3 separate regions of the Gossypium hirsutum genome follow, and all the other regions are linked to region 2. A link is a contact called in public Hi-C data. All regions are on one chromosome and are shown on one strand. Each heading gives the region's core, a stretch centred on a gene start, on an enhancer-like site or on the middle of the called end of the contact. The rest is flanking DNA. Distances are from core to core; before and after follow the strand shown. Region 1 holds the start of LOC107962679 (protein IQ-DOMAIN 14). Region 2 holds the start of LOC121203502 (probable transcriptional regulator SLK2). Region 3 holds the start of LOC107912685 (BAG family molecular chaperone regulator 1).

Evidence for each region. Hi-C and Micro-C count contacts between places; a contact is called where the count stands out from the background.
Region 1: a Hi-C map of leaf shows a contact between it and region 2, with 3 times the contacts expected there. The contact joins the promoter of LOC107962679 here to the promoter of LOC121203502 in region 2. A contact is called at or near these places in 12 of 34 Hi-C or Micro-C datasets (callus, hypocotyl, leaf and 2 more).
Region 3: a contact with region 2 is called in a Hi-C map of leaf, with 2.4 times the contacts expected there. The contact joins the promoter of LOC107912685 here to the promoter of LOC121203502 in region 2. A contact is called at or near these places in 14 of 34 Hi-C or Micro-C datasets (callus, fibers, hypocotyl and 2 more).

What each region holds. Positions count from the first base shown.
Region 1 is chrD08:34,997,899-35,002,821 of Gossypium_hirsutum_v2.1, reverse strand. It overlaps LOC107962679 (protein IQ-DOMAIN 14), which reads right to left and starts at 2,112. Exons shown (of 3, transcript XM_016899154.2): 1 at 1,516-2,112. The coding sequence starts at 1,863. It overlaps LOC107963547 (a long non-coding RNA gene), which reads left to right and starts at 2,310. Exons shown (of 3, transcript XR_001701966.2): 1 at 2,310-2,641; 2 at 2,873-2,948; 3 at 3,710-4,046.
Region 2 is chrD08:34,798,706-34,803,095 of Gossypium_hirsutum_v2.1, reverse strand. It overlaps LOC121203502 (probable transcriptional regulator SLK2), which reads right to left and starts at 1,696. Exons shown (of 10, transcript XM_041100130.1): 1 at 1,600-1,696; 2 at 1-968. The coding sequence starts at 858.
Region 3 is chrD08:34,572,427-34,577,336 of Gossypium_hirsutum_v2.1, reverse strand. It overlaps LOC107912685 (BAG family molecular chaperone regulator 1), which reads left to right and starts at 2,513. Exons shown (of 4, transcript XM_016840986.2): 1 at 2,513-3,449; 2 at 3,536-3,792; 3 at 3,883-4,029; 4 at 4,162-4,812. The coding sequence starts at 3,221. The coding sequence ends at 4,542.

The DNA of each region.
Region 1 (4,923 bases), core at 863-3,362, 200 kb before region 2:
ACAAAGTAACTTTGTCAATTAATTATTGCAAGCTGTGTTCATCTCATATCTTCTCCTCTAAGAACACTCCAGTTATATGGAAAACGTGAAGGAGGCCAAATGCAGTGAATAGTCATGCATGTAACACCGGGAATGCACAAGGCATGGAAAAGAAACTTTAGCTGTTCTCTTTTCTTCATGACTTTTCATTTTTTTCCCTATATCTGTGAAAATAAGGGTATGATGGCATGACCCTACTTATTAAAATGAGCATATTCGTCTCGCATAACTTTAATGTATGAGTTCAAACCTCAATAAACATTGAACCGGTGACAAATTTAAAATACAGGAATAGAATCTAAAAGAAATTCCAAAACTAACTAGCTTTCAAAGGAAAATTAATAATGAGTGATAAAGTTAATGTTATAACATATAAAAAGTAGCCATCTGAGTTGGAAGCATTATTTCAGTTTTGGTGGAATATGAAGATAAACATTATCTAGCCTGCATGTTAATAGTGAGAGATGTCTCAGAAAGCGAGCAACCAACTTTGGCCGAAAATTTCTATAGAACAACCATTTGGGCAGAAATATTTTTGTCTGAATTCTTCTAAATCTTTTAACTGCTAGTCTTTAAAAACCAGTAGGAGACATGAGGGGAAAGACCAGATGAATTTAGTCAAACAAGTCTGTTGAGTATTTCAAATGGGTTAAACTGTGTATTTATATGATATAGTTATTATTCATGGATGTGATATTGTAGATAGATGCATGTATTTTCTAGATGTGAGTTCACTTATATAGTCGTGCAAACCCACATGCGGTCTCATAGAAGAGTACCAGCATCTTATATGCAAACCCAAAGCGCACTAGGAAGCACATGACGTCACACATACTCAATATGAAGTAGAACACACGTGTGGAAGACTTCCACGTACGGCATTACAATTTTGAAGGAATAAATGGACTTTTTTTTCTTTTAAATAATAAAAATAAAGAGAGAGAGAGAAATGACGAATAAGACAGTGAAGATGGTTAGAATGGTTTTAGAGGATAACGGGGAATCGCTTCTCATCCCTGGTGAGTTGCTACTTGTGAAAGAAAAGCCTGATGGCGAAATGACCACCTTTCGTTGTCGGCGTTCGTTACTGGCCCTTTTCAACACAGCTTTTTTTTTCTTTGTTCTTGTTTCCTTCTTCTTCTTATGGGACCATCCATTCCCAGTTGAAGCCTTTGTCAAGATGGGTGTACCAAATACACTCTCAAAGCAACCTTCTAAGCATCTTTAAGCTCTAAAAATATTTTTTTTAAAAAAAGGGGGCTTTTCGAGGTGTTTTTGAAATTTATAAAGGTGCAAGAGGGCTCAAAAGAATACCAACCACAGCTCTGTTTCCAGTTGAAAAAACTAAGGAAAATAACTAACAAGAATTCTTAGCCATCATCGGCAATAAATGAACCTAAAGCCCCAATTTAGACAACGTAATAAAAAAGTTCAAGCAAGAATAAAATAAAATTTAGAACAGAAGAAAATACTAACCAGATAACCTCGAAAAGCGGACTGTATCTTAACAGCCGCTAGTTCTTGTGGGAGGCGTCGGTTGCTCCCATCGGCGCTGCCAACACCACCACTTGTCAGCCTAACAACCTCAGCCGCCGCATGCGCTGCAGCCAGAGCAGCCTCAGCTACAGCAGCAGTGGCGGCTGCTACTGCTATGGCGCGCTTGTTGGCATCCAATGTGCCATTGCATGGACCAGAAAGGGCATCAAGATGAGAAGTCGAAGACGTGGGATGGGAAGATCTGGTAAAGCTCCAACGCCTCCTGTCTTTGTCGGGGCGTTGTTGGGCAGGCTTCTTGGCGCCAAAGAGTCGCCGGAAAAGGCCCATGATTCATTGCCTGTGAACTAGACGAGCACTTGAAGGCATGGTTAATTGTAGTATAAGCATATTTTTCTTTTGTGGGTGAAAAAGAACGAGAGGAACAGAAAGGAGTTAAAAGGGAAGAGCCGGAGAAACTTGGGATTTTGTACCCAATGAAACGAACCACAATTCACAACACCCAAACGATACGCGTCCCTAAGATACCATGTATTACACGCGCCTGGGTTTGCTCAAAATTAGGGGTGAAATAGGAAAAAGTCAAAAAAAAATATTCTAATTTTAAATTATTTGAATCGAGTTAATCGAGTTATTTAAATTAATTTAATATTTTTAAATTTCAAATTTAAGTTGAGTTGAATTTTTGAATTTGATTAACTCAAATAATTCGAATAAATCGAATATCATAATATATTATTTTAAATTTTAAATTTATATTATTTAGTTTAATTAATAATTATTTTACATTTTTCTCCCCATATCCTTTTACTTCCTCTGGTCAACCGCACCATTTTCATCCTTCTTTAGTTCTTCTTCATCAGTTTATGAGGTTAGGCAAATCCCTCACCCGTTTTCGGTTTCCGTCCCTCACCACAGCTATTGCTACTGGGTGTTGTTGATATCATTGTTGTAAAATTTGTTGTTGTGGCAAAGGTTGTTGATGTTGCTGTTGTAAAACGAACTGCCCTTGGATCTTCGAAACTAGTGTTCCTTCTAGCTGCTCCGTTCTCTTCAGTCTTCACCTCGACTTTTTTGCATCTCCTTAACCTCATACCCAGCAGTCCAGGTTTGGTTATAAAACACTTTTACTTTTATTTTAGATTTGTGGGATTGTTATAGGTTCAGCTTATTACCTCTTTCACTCACGAACTAACAAATTGCAAATTTGCTCAGAAGAGCAGCAATTGACTTCTTTGTTCATTGCATTAATTTTTTTTCTTATATTTTATTATGGAAATCAAGACTTAAAGTTTAGTAATTTTTTTAATTTACTAGTTTAGCATATTGTTTTTGCTAGTCAATTTATGTAAATTCGAAGACCCTAGTTGAATCGAGGAAATCCCGATCGTCTTCTTCAATTTTCAGAATGAAAGGTAACCCCATAATTCTTTTTACTATTGTAGTTTGTTGATAAGTATCAATGTCTTTACTTTTTGCTTATTATTTAAGTTGGAATAACAACTTGGATTTGGATCCTGTTTTGAGTAAATTTTAGAATTGTGCTTAAAATAATTAATTAACTACTTTTAAGATGTTTCATCCCTAATTGATTTTGAAACAACACGAAAGTCATTTTTTAATTTAACTCAAACAAATATATTCGGTCTGATTTAAATTTCATCTCACTCGATTTGATTCGAGAAAATTTCAAATAGAGTTAGGATTATAAAATAAGATTCGTCAACTCAATCATCTCGAAATTTTTTCATTCGATTCGATTCAATCGAACACTTACCCCTACTCAACATTATGGTAAAACATGCATATTTTCCATAAACTTAGGTGTGTGCGTTTATTTTACAAAAGCTTTTGAAATCTTTTTATAATTTCCTTTTAAAAGGTAAATTGCATAAATAATCATTATAAAATTATCTTTCAATGTTTTTTTTCAATTACGGAATCATCCTTAATGTTATTAGATTGTTATAAAATAATCGTTCAATCATTAATTATTGTTAATGGAGTAATGACAAATTAGTATAATTAATTAAATTTGTCATATATTTTTCATGTATTTTGTTTCATAATTAATTTATATTTATTATATTTTATTAACAAATAAATTTGTTCTTACTCTTACAAGCCCTAACTTCATCCATTTTTATACCTATTTGTTTTTTTCCCGACATTGAAGCCATGAAAAAAGAAGAAGAAGAAAAGAAAGTAATGGAGCTATCCATTGTGATTCTAGAATGCTATTGTGGAAACCCAACTGCTTTTAAGAACTTCTTGGTCTAATAAAAATCTATGTATATTCTATTTTTGCAAAAACTATGGTTATGGGTATCACAAGCTCTATATTTCTTAGATGGTATAATCCACCTTTGACGGCTTATACAAAAGTTTATTTCATTGGGTTACTAAGAAAAGCGAAAACAATAGAGGAAAAAATGAGGAAAGAGAGAATAACGAGTGTAATGCCCTGGATTTTTTGGGAATCAAAAGAATTAGTTTTGATCCGATTTTTTAAATCGAGCTATGTATCGATATGGTACAAATGGATGGTGCTACCAAATCACTAACAAGGAAAATACCTTTAATTTATTCAAGAAATTTTAAACTTGAAAACATTTTCATAAAACTATAGAAAATATTTAAATTCTATTCAAAATGAGTTTTATGTTTTCCAAAACAAAGTTAAAAAAATCTTACAGTGTCAATTAAAGCAAAAGAACTAAGTAATTTGTAAAATATAAGAATGTTACTTAATGTCTTAAAGGTTACTTAGATCCTTAAAGAATTTTATAAGAAATTAAATAAAACCAAAAGAGTAAAGATATGTTCAACCACCACCCAGGTGGCCAAAGCTCCCGCCTAGGTGGAATTGGAGTTATTAGTTGTATTTTTGATAAAGAGTCGCTCAGGCAGCTTGAGCTATCGCTCAAGTGATAATGTAATTAATATTAATTTCGTTAAGTTATCGCTTAGACAGTAATATAACCATTTATAATTTCATACTTCCATAAACATTGTCATATCATCTCAATGGTTTACGAAAAATTATAAATCAATTTCTAGGCTCATTTAAACTCAAAATACATGGTACACCTGCACTTGAGATGAATGGCGAAGTGGAACAACTCTAAGAAAACTGAAAGGAATTTGAGTTACAAATCAATTTTACAAATATTATTCAAAACTAAGTCCTTATGTACATGCCAAAATTCCCATACCATAATAAGATTTATAGATACATAATAGCCTCTAACGAAGGATGATTCGAAGCTCCCAAGCTTTGACCTTAAATTTATTGTCGAATCTTTTACCTACTCATTTTAAATAATTGTAATACCCCTTACCGGACCCGGTCGTTGGGTCTAAGCTACGGGATGCCACATTCGTTGCCAG
Region 2 (4,390 bases), core at 447-2,946:
TACACCATCAGAGGGACGCTTTATTGAGGCTACTTGCTGCATGTCCTGTTGTTGCAACTGCTTCCTCAATTGCATTTGTTGCTGCAAGTGGGCTCTCTGCAATGGTGGCATTGACTGTAACATTTGTTGTTGCCTAAGTCTCTGCTGCTGGATCAAGGCTTGTAATTGAGGGTTTTGACCTGGCAACTGCATGGAATCCTGTCTTTGCAGAAGTTGTTGCAACACCTGCTGCTGCAGAATGTCTTCTTGCTTGACATCTACTCGAGTTTTTTTCTGCACCTGGGATACAATATTAGGGTCTTGCACAAAAGTCCCTGGGCCTCGTGGACCCAGAGTAAGTGAAACTTGCCCAGTTTGTGAAATGGGCAAAGATGAAGCACTTGAGGCCCCTTGCTGCAGCTGCTGACTCTGCTGCATTTGTTGGACACTGGGGTCTTGATGTGAGCCACGCTGGCCAATAGAGGATCCACCAATGACCGATGAACCTGACATGTTTATATTGTTGGAAGAAAACGACATGGGCGATGCTGGCAGGCGCATATATGAATCTGCATTTATGCTAGCACTTCTCTGCAAATGGGGACCTCTTGAAAATGCCAAATTTGCATCTTTGACAAAAGAACTTGCCCCAACACTAGGTCCTGAGTTCGCCACATTGTTCAAGACAGCACTGTTCATGTCCCCCGAAACAGGAGCCAGATTAGGATGCCCAGTTCCAGGAATTAAATTAGATGAGTTCTCATAAGGTGAGCACAAGCGAGTGTTAACTACAACCTGGGACTGTCCATCTCCTTGGAAGAAAATTCCAGAACTTGAGGAAGATTGAGTTAACCCTCCAGCTACTCGTGAAGGTGCCATTGAATGTACTGCCCCCTGGTGGCTGGAGTTTAAATAGCTGTCCAGAGCCAGGCCTTTCTGATAACAAATGCGCCCTCAACAATTTGGCAGAGATCTAAAAGCAATGTATACTAGAAAAACCAGATAATAATTAGAATCCGAATTGCACATGCTTCAAGAGAACAAAGTTACAACGTTTCAAACGTTATTCCACTAAGACAAAATCAATCAAGAATGAAAACACAAAAAAAAAAAAATCCACTAAGCTTTCCAAGCCTAATCTCCACAATTTTAAGGAAACGAACTTCCTGAACTCCCCCTTCCCAAAGCCACACACCCCCTGAATAAAAACCCTAATTTTTGGACCCAAGTCACTAAGCCAAGAATGTATAACTGAAAACCTAAAACCCTTCTACCTTAAAAGAACATATCAGCAATCACGAGACCTACATCACGAAACGAACTACTAATTAAATTCTAATTAAACTTGAGTATCAAATAGATTACACGCATTAAAAATTCAGTGTAATTGAATTCCAATTACAAAAATAAAGTTCGGAGCAACAGATTAACCATAATTAAAACTTCATAGCAACTTAAACAGCAGTAATCACTTCAAATTAAAAAAGAAAATGAAAAACCGGTAAATTTTCCTGCTTTTAGTGATCGATCAAAGAAAGTTGGAACTCATGATATGATTTACACTATTAACAAAAAATGAAGAATAAATTACTGCTTAAAGAAAAAGAGAGAAGCTACTACCTCAAAATCGCAATAGAAAAGGCAAACGTTACTTTTTACTGTTTTTGGTTTTTTTTTTTTTAAATGACTTGATTTGGGGAAAAAAAAGTTCAGTGAGAGTTTTCAAGAAGTCTGCTTATATACCTAGCGGGAACGGTAGAGAGGGAGTTACCGGCTGCACCGGTAATTTTGCCCTACGTCACCGAATGTGTTGTATCACAAGGAGGACACGTGTCCTTCCCTTGATAGCACAACGAAGTCGATGTTAGATAGCAAAGTGGCGACGCGAGCTCGCAGCTAACGTGGCTAGACCTCATTCGTTGACCCCCAAGGCGGCTTATGATATATCGTGAGATGATGTCATTTTGGGTTATGTTTTTATTCCACTTTAAATATGATTTTTTTGGGGGGGGTTCGCTCTTTGTTGCTTATTGGTCCTGTTTTTTCCCTTCGAATTGAACATATTTTTGGTGAAATAGTGGACAATCTAAAAGCTGACAACAATAAATGGTGTCGAAGAACATTGAAGGCTTTTGTCAAAAGATAGAGCTGGAAATGATTAGTGTTAACAACAAATTATGTCCGCCTAGACAATTTCGAGTTTTTTGAGCTTTGATTTTATTGAATTATGAGATTATTTAGATTTTCTATACTTGGAATTGGGCCATTTATTGTTCAAAATTGAACTTGATTTTTATTTTCTTTGGCCCAGTTTGTTAAGGCCTAATGGTTACTTGATCAATTTTAAATTTGAATCCCAATTCATTTTTCAAGCTCAGATTCATTTCGGGTCTAATTTAAAACCTATTATTGGAGTAGATCCGTTTTAAGCGTGTGAACACTTCGTAAAGAGGACCTAAATTTTTAACCAAGCAAATTAACAGTACAACAAGCAGTACAAGAATTAAAAAACAAGTTTTGGAATACAATTTCGAAACAAAAACAGATCAAACACTAATAACATAAGATTTACTTATTAAACAAAAGCAATATTAACGCTAACACAGATTAAGAGAACTGCAGCCACCAATTTTCTGTTAATAATTAAAAAATTAATAAATCAGGTTAACGATTTTATTAAAATATGAAACTTTGAGCTTTAAGAAAAACACAAAAATTTTTTTTTTTTTGCTAGGTGTGAACGGTGACTTTTTCAAAAAGAAATTTCAAAACCTCTTTAAAACTGATAATTTTAAAGTCTACGTTAAAATCTAAAAAAAAAAATGGAGAGTTGGTTCCGCGTAGAGCAAGTTATAGCATCCCTACCATATCCAAAATTGGTACATTTATAATTACACAGTTGTCAAAAAAAAATTCAAAATTCAAATGTTGGAAATCTCATGTTTAATTGTGATCCCTTGAAATAAATCACTTATATTTTTTGAGTGAATTAAGTTTTTAAAGTACAATAATTTTCTGTATCTCCTGATGTCTCGGAAAATACTAAAAAATTGTTTTTTTATAGAAAGCAAAACACATGAATTCACTCAATTTAGGAAACGATATTTTATTATTAGTAAGTATCAATAAATCCTTCTCTACACGATGAAAGAAACATTGATGAAATTAATTCGAAGTTATTACCGCAATATTTTAAAATATATATATGTAAAAAAATTCTACTAAATATTCTATTTTTTATTTTTAAAAAAATTGGTAGAATGTTATGTTTGGATTTAGTGCCCTAATTGTAGTGATTCCGTCTATATATTTGTAATTTTTCGAACAAATTGGTTTAATAAAAATTCATCACTATTATTGATATGTTTTGTATAATGTCCTTAACATTTTTTTCACACAAAGCAAAATGAAAGCAAATATTGAATCATTGATTATCTAATGTTTAAACTAATATTAAATGAAATTACGTGGTCGGATCGTAATTCGAAAAGACAACTTATATTAGTAGATAATCTAAACACATCTTTAATTTAATCGGAATTGAGTAAATCGATTGAAAATTATATATGTCATTTATCAAGTCTAAATGGGAAGATACATTGTCTTAGGTATCGAAGTGGATGACTCCTAGAAGACAGAGACATAAATATGACTGACTAGACAAATAATACATCGGACAGGACCCAAGTAGTATAGATACTAAATTCGTTACGAATCTATTCACTTGTGACATTTATAGTGTGACATACCTTAATCCTGAGTGGATAATAGACTATGTATACATGACTCATATACTTTGATGTAAATGAAAGCCTGAGTTTAAATAGATAAGAAGCCCAAAGTTAGTACGTTTAGTATACAACTTCTGCATGATGTAGCATCATTTCACAACAGTAGAATTCATAACCTAATAAAGGGTAAATGATATCCTCTCACCGACATTGCATAATATATGGAAAGTAACGTGACAGCGGGTCATTTGTCTTAGAGCTAAATTATCTAATTAGTATTTGTTAGTAATTGACTCTTCATGAAGGAAGATGTAAGGCCTATTTGGACAGCACAGAGTAATTGAATGAAAGTGCAATTACTAAGGTAGTAATTACACTCTCTAATATTTACAAAGACTTGTAATTCCCTAGACATGTTTGGTCGATAGAGTGTCATTACATTGTAATTCACTATGTCATGTTTGGCAGTACAAATTATAATTACATAGTTACATAATTTATATATTTTTAAAAATATTAATTACTAAAAAAATTATTAGTGTGGTAAAGATAACTTTTAAACACGTAACAAAAATTAAAATCAAATTATCATATGTATCATGTTAGTATAAAAAAAGTAGATGATAATATGATTACTAATAAAAATAATAAGAAAAATAAACATCATATGCAATTTTATC
Region 3 (4,910 bases), core at 1,264-3,763, 230 kb after region 2:
AGTATATTTATGTTAAATTTTATTGTTATAAATAACACAACAGAGTCGATTTTAGAAAATTTTAAAACATAAGTTGTACATAAAATAAACTTATTTTTCTAACATAGGGACCATGAATATTTGACATTGGGAATCTCTAGCATCGTGGACCTCAATGTGTAGTAATCTAAAAAGGGAACAATCCAAAAGTGATGGAATATTTAGACAATATATAGGGATTGGTATAGTCAATGCACTTGTGTAATTCAAAATCCCATACCCAATATTGGGAATAAGTTCGACCTCTAACAACAACTCCACACTAACATCCTCACTTTTCTTGGTGCCCAAACACCATAGTCTCAATATCTTTATTATCATTGAGATCTGCGATAATGTATTTACACTGTATTTTCGGACATGCACTTAATATTTCCAACTTGAATTTTCCTCAAAATCCTCAATTTCTTGCTGTCCAAGGAAACATCACTCTTAAAGATCATGTTGAATGTTGAACCAATTGAAATATGACTCAATCAATTGAATACATATTTCTATTTAAATGAATTTGTACCAAGAATCAATGTATCATCTTAAGGTTGTTAAATATTACAAAAAAAATTAACAACTCCAATAATTGTTAATAACAATGGTAGTGACAACATTAATGCTAACTTACTATCATGACAACTATACATAATAGCACAATTCCCTTATTCCATACCTAGAACATATTCAACAAGTGTAACACCAATAATAACATAAAAATTTCCTTAATAACAATGATTTGATCATTACATAATATTGATTACAAAAATTAATCACATATGTTATACCACTAATTTATGCATTATGAAAAAAAAACTCTTAACTAATTACGTGAGTTACTGAAGCTTTGCAGATAGTGCAATTTATTTTAAGGATCACAAATGAGAAAATTTTGACAATTATTTACATTATTTTTTACTTTTCTACCAAATGAAACCACATTATTTATAGGAGAGGGGAAATGTTTAGGTTAGCTTAAACATGCCTAAAGTCGACACCTATTTGTGTCGACTTCTTCATTAAAAATCATCCATGAATTCAACATCCACAAAAGTTGAGTTCCTGTTCTATCACATCAATTCCCTTTCCGTGTCTGTAAAATTCAATAGTTTTTTAGGAGAATTCCGAGAAGTTGTTAGTAGCACTTCGATACTCACTAGTGTTGAGTTCAAAATATTTCATTATCATAAAATGTTTGGACAATAAATTTTGCACATGCCATTTAGCCAAAACAAAGGAACTTAACATCCCGTGGATGTTGAGGTGGTCTTAAAAATCATGATTTGAAAAATAAATTTTAGATATAACTAAGATCGGAAATAATATTTAATTTTGTTATATAAAATAAAAAGATATTGTTTATTATATTATTTTTATATTAAAATCAATAAACTAGATTATTTTGAACATTATGATCTTTTTAGTTCATAATCTCATTTATTAAATCATTTTAAATATCATTTTCAATTCATTCTTTGTTCAAAATTAATTAGTTCAGGTTTTAGTCACTCAACTTCAAAAATTATAAAATAGTCACTGAATTATTCAAAAGTTTTCATTTAAGTTACTGAATTGTTTAAAATTTTTTATTTATGTCACTACACTATTAAGTATTTTTCTTTTAAAAGGTCTGACTAGCGAGCATTAAGTAATAATTCGATAATCAGTACGGTAGATTAGTTTCAATCGACAAGTAGATGAATATATATTAGATCCAAGTCAATTTGACAACTTGTGTAAGAGATAGGAGAAGTAAGCTGTTTGAATTTTGGTTTACAAATTTATGATGTTCATAATTGTTGCATGAATAAAACTAAAACATAAAAAAGATTGAGAATAAGAACTTTTGATTTGTGCAGACGATGCGAACAAAAAATGTCATGCAACGATGATTGTAATAACTCAATAATTTAAATAAAATTTTTTAATAGTTTAGTGATTATTGAATGACCAAAAAATAAATTTACTAATAATTTAGCAACCTTAAATTTAATTTATCATTTATTTGATTTTATATTTATTAAAATTTATGATAAACCTATTTGTATTTTTTTTTAATTTGAATAATTTGCGTACTAAAATTATTAACATTTCCTTTTCTTTTTCATTTTGCTTTGTTCAAACTTCGACCAATTTCGTTAAACTGCCACGTGTTTGAAATCGTCAATATAATTATCAAGTCAATGATTGGAATTATTGCAAAATTATAATGAATTCCCCGATATACCCTGAGCACTATACGTGTGCAAGTACCAATGATCAACCGGTCCTTTTATAAGATAAATCGTGTCGCAGCAGAATAGTACCTAAGATCCAAATTTTGGTAAAAGAATAATTTTTTTCTCAATCTTTTACACAATTTGGCGGCATCGTTGTTTGTTTGCCTTTCATTTTCCCCGTAATTTTAAAACATAAAAGTATATTTATTTTTTATTTAAACTATTTTTTTAATATATAAAAAATAAACATTTATATAATCTGTTTCTTAAGGTCGTAAAGCTGCTCAATTAGCTGTCCACTCGTTTTTTATTCATATTCTTTTTTTCTTATTCGTTTCCCTATTCTTCCATGAGTATCCCAGAGCTACTAGGAGGGAGAGAAAAAGAAACAGATTCATAATTTGGAAAGAAAATTGTTCATTTTCCATATTATAGTCTTTCCCCACCGTTGGACATTTGATTTTTCCAGTCTTTTTGTTGTGAAAAAGTGGGAGATTCTCGTAGCATCGTTTTATTTTTCTGCTACATTTGCGTTGGAGAGATCTGAGTTTTCTTCTTTTTGTGTCAGCGATCTAGGAGTTGAGTTTGGTTTTCTTGCAGGGAAAGAATCGATGATTTTCTCTTTTTCTTCTTGCCTTTGGTAAGACGCTATTGTAAAAGGGAGAAGTCGAAGAGTTGGAGTTTCCTTCGTGTCTTTGCTTTGGTTTGGTCTGCTTTATTTTTCTTGGTTGTCTTTGTAAATACGCGTGGGCGTTGGAATTGGACTCGGATAATGCTGGGGTGGGACTCTTAAGAACCTCTCGTGATAACATCCCCTTAAGTCTTAAAAATGGCTCTCCATGATTTCTGATACAGATCGCTCGCTTTCACTCTTTCTGAAGATCTAAAACAATCTCTCCTTCCCCTCCGTAGAAATTTTTCTTTCTTCTTTTTGTTTTAGTCACCGAAACGAAACATATCGTAGTTAAAAGAAAATGATGAGAGTGAAGACAAAAGCAACAGGGTTGGCCCCGGTGGCAAATGGCGGTGGCGGTAGAGGTGAATCGGCTGCTCATGATTTGGAGCTTAGACCCGGAGGCATGTTGGTACAAAAGCGAAACCCGGACTCCGATCGAAATTCCATCCCACCACCGACTATTAGAGTTAGAGTCAAATACGGCTCCATCTACCACGAAATCAGTATCAGTTCTCAAGCTACATTCGGTAAATTTCTCATCTTTCACAATAATAATACTAATAATAATAACCTCTAATAGACCAATTAAAGTTACTTTGGATTGTTGTGGCAGGGGAGTTGAAGAAGATGCTGACAGGGCCAACAGGATTACACCATCAAGATCAAAAGCTATTATACAAAGACAAGGAGAGGGATTCCAAAGCGTTTCTAGATATGGCAGGTGTGAAGGACAAGTCCAAAATTGTCTTAGTTGAAGACCCAATTAGTCAAGAAAAGAGGTTATTGGAGACCAGAAAGAATGCTAAGGTAGAGAAGGCATCTAAATCCATCTCCCAAGTCAGCTTGGAAGTTGATAGGCTTGCTGGCCAGGTACATAATATTCAATACTGGTACATAATAATTTATGAGATTATGCATTATTTTTCTTAGTTTAAATTATATTGGTTGGATATTGCCTAGGTGTCAGCTTTTGAAACAATAATCACCAAAGGTGGGAAAGTAGCGGAGAAAGACTTGATTAATTCGATTGAGCTGCTGATGAGTCAGTTGCTTAAATTAGATGCGATTACAGCCGATGGAGATGTAAAATTGCAAAGAAAAATGCAGGTACTTAAGAATCCCGATTTGCCGAAAGCAAACCCATATCCGTTGTTTATTCAAAATTAGAAAGATAAAATGTATATTTGCTTTTCTTTGGGACTTAGAGCCATACTGATTTGCCTTTTGGCATTGTTGAAGGTGAGAAGAGTTCAAAAATATGTTGAAACATTGGATATGTTGAAGATTAAAAACGCTATGCCAAGCAACAATGGAGGTCAAATGGAAATCCAAAATCAACACAAGCATACAAATGGGCAAAAACTAGCCCCAACCCAAGAGCAAAAGCCTAGGCATTTTAACTGGCAAAGACTAGCACCAGTTCAAGAGCAGCAATCGAGCAACTCAATTGCCCATTTGCCAATCCATCAACACCACCAATCAGCATCGGGGCCCGTCGTAGTCACCACGAACTGGGAGACATTTGATTCCTCCCCAGCATCGTTGCCGGTCCCCTCAGCATCCACATCAACCGCCAATAATTCAGTCCCGCCAAAATTCCCTTGGGACTTCTTTGACTAAGCAGCACTATGCCACGTCTCTGCTCTATTTTTCTCTGGTGTGTGTGTTGATGTGCTTCGGTTTGCCTTTCTCTTGGGTTTGTTATCATCATCATCATCATCATCATCTTCTTCTTCTTCTTTTTCTTCCATTCTTTCTGTACTTAGATATTGTTGGGCAACCCCACCCTTAATTTCTAATCTGCCATTCAGTTCACCATAAAATAAACGGGGCTTCCTCCACCATAGTGATTACTAATTACTATGATGATTATAAACTGTTGAAACCAAACTGTTAATTCTCCTCTATAGTTTTATTGTGTTTGAATTCATATTTTTCCTTTTGATGATTACAAACCCTATATTTTTAGTAATGTGTAATATATCAGT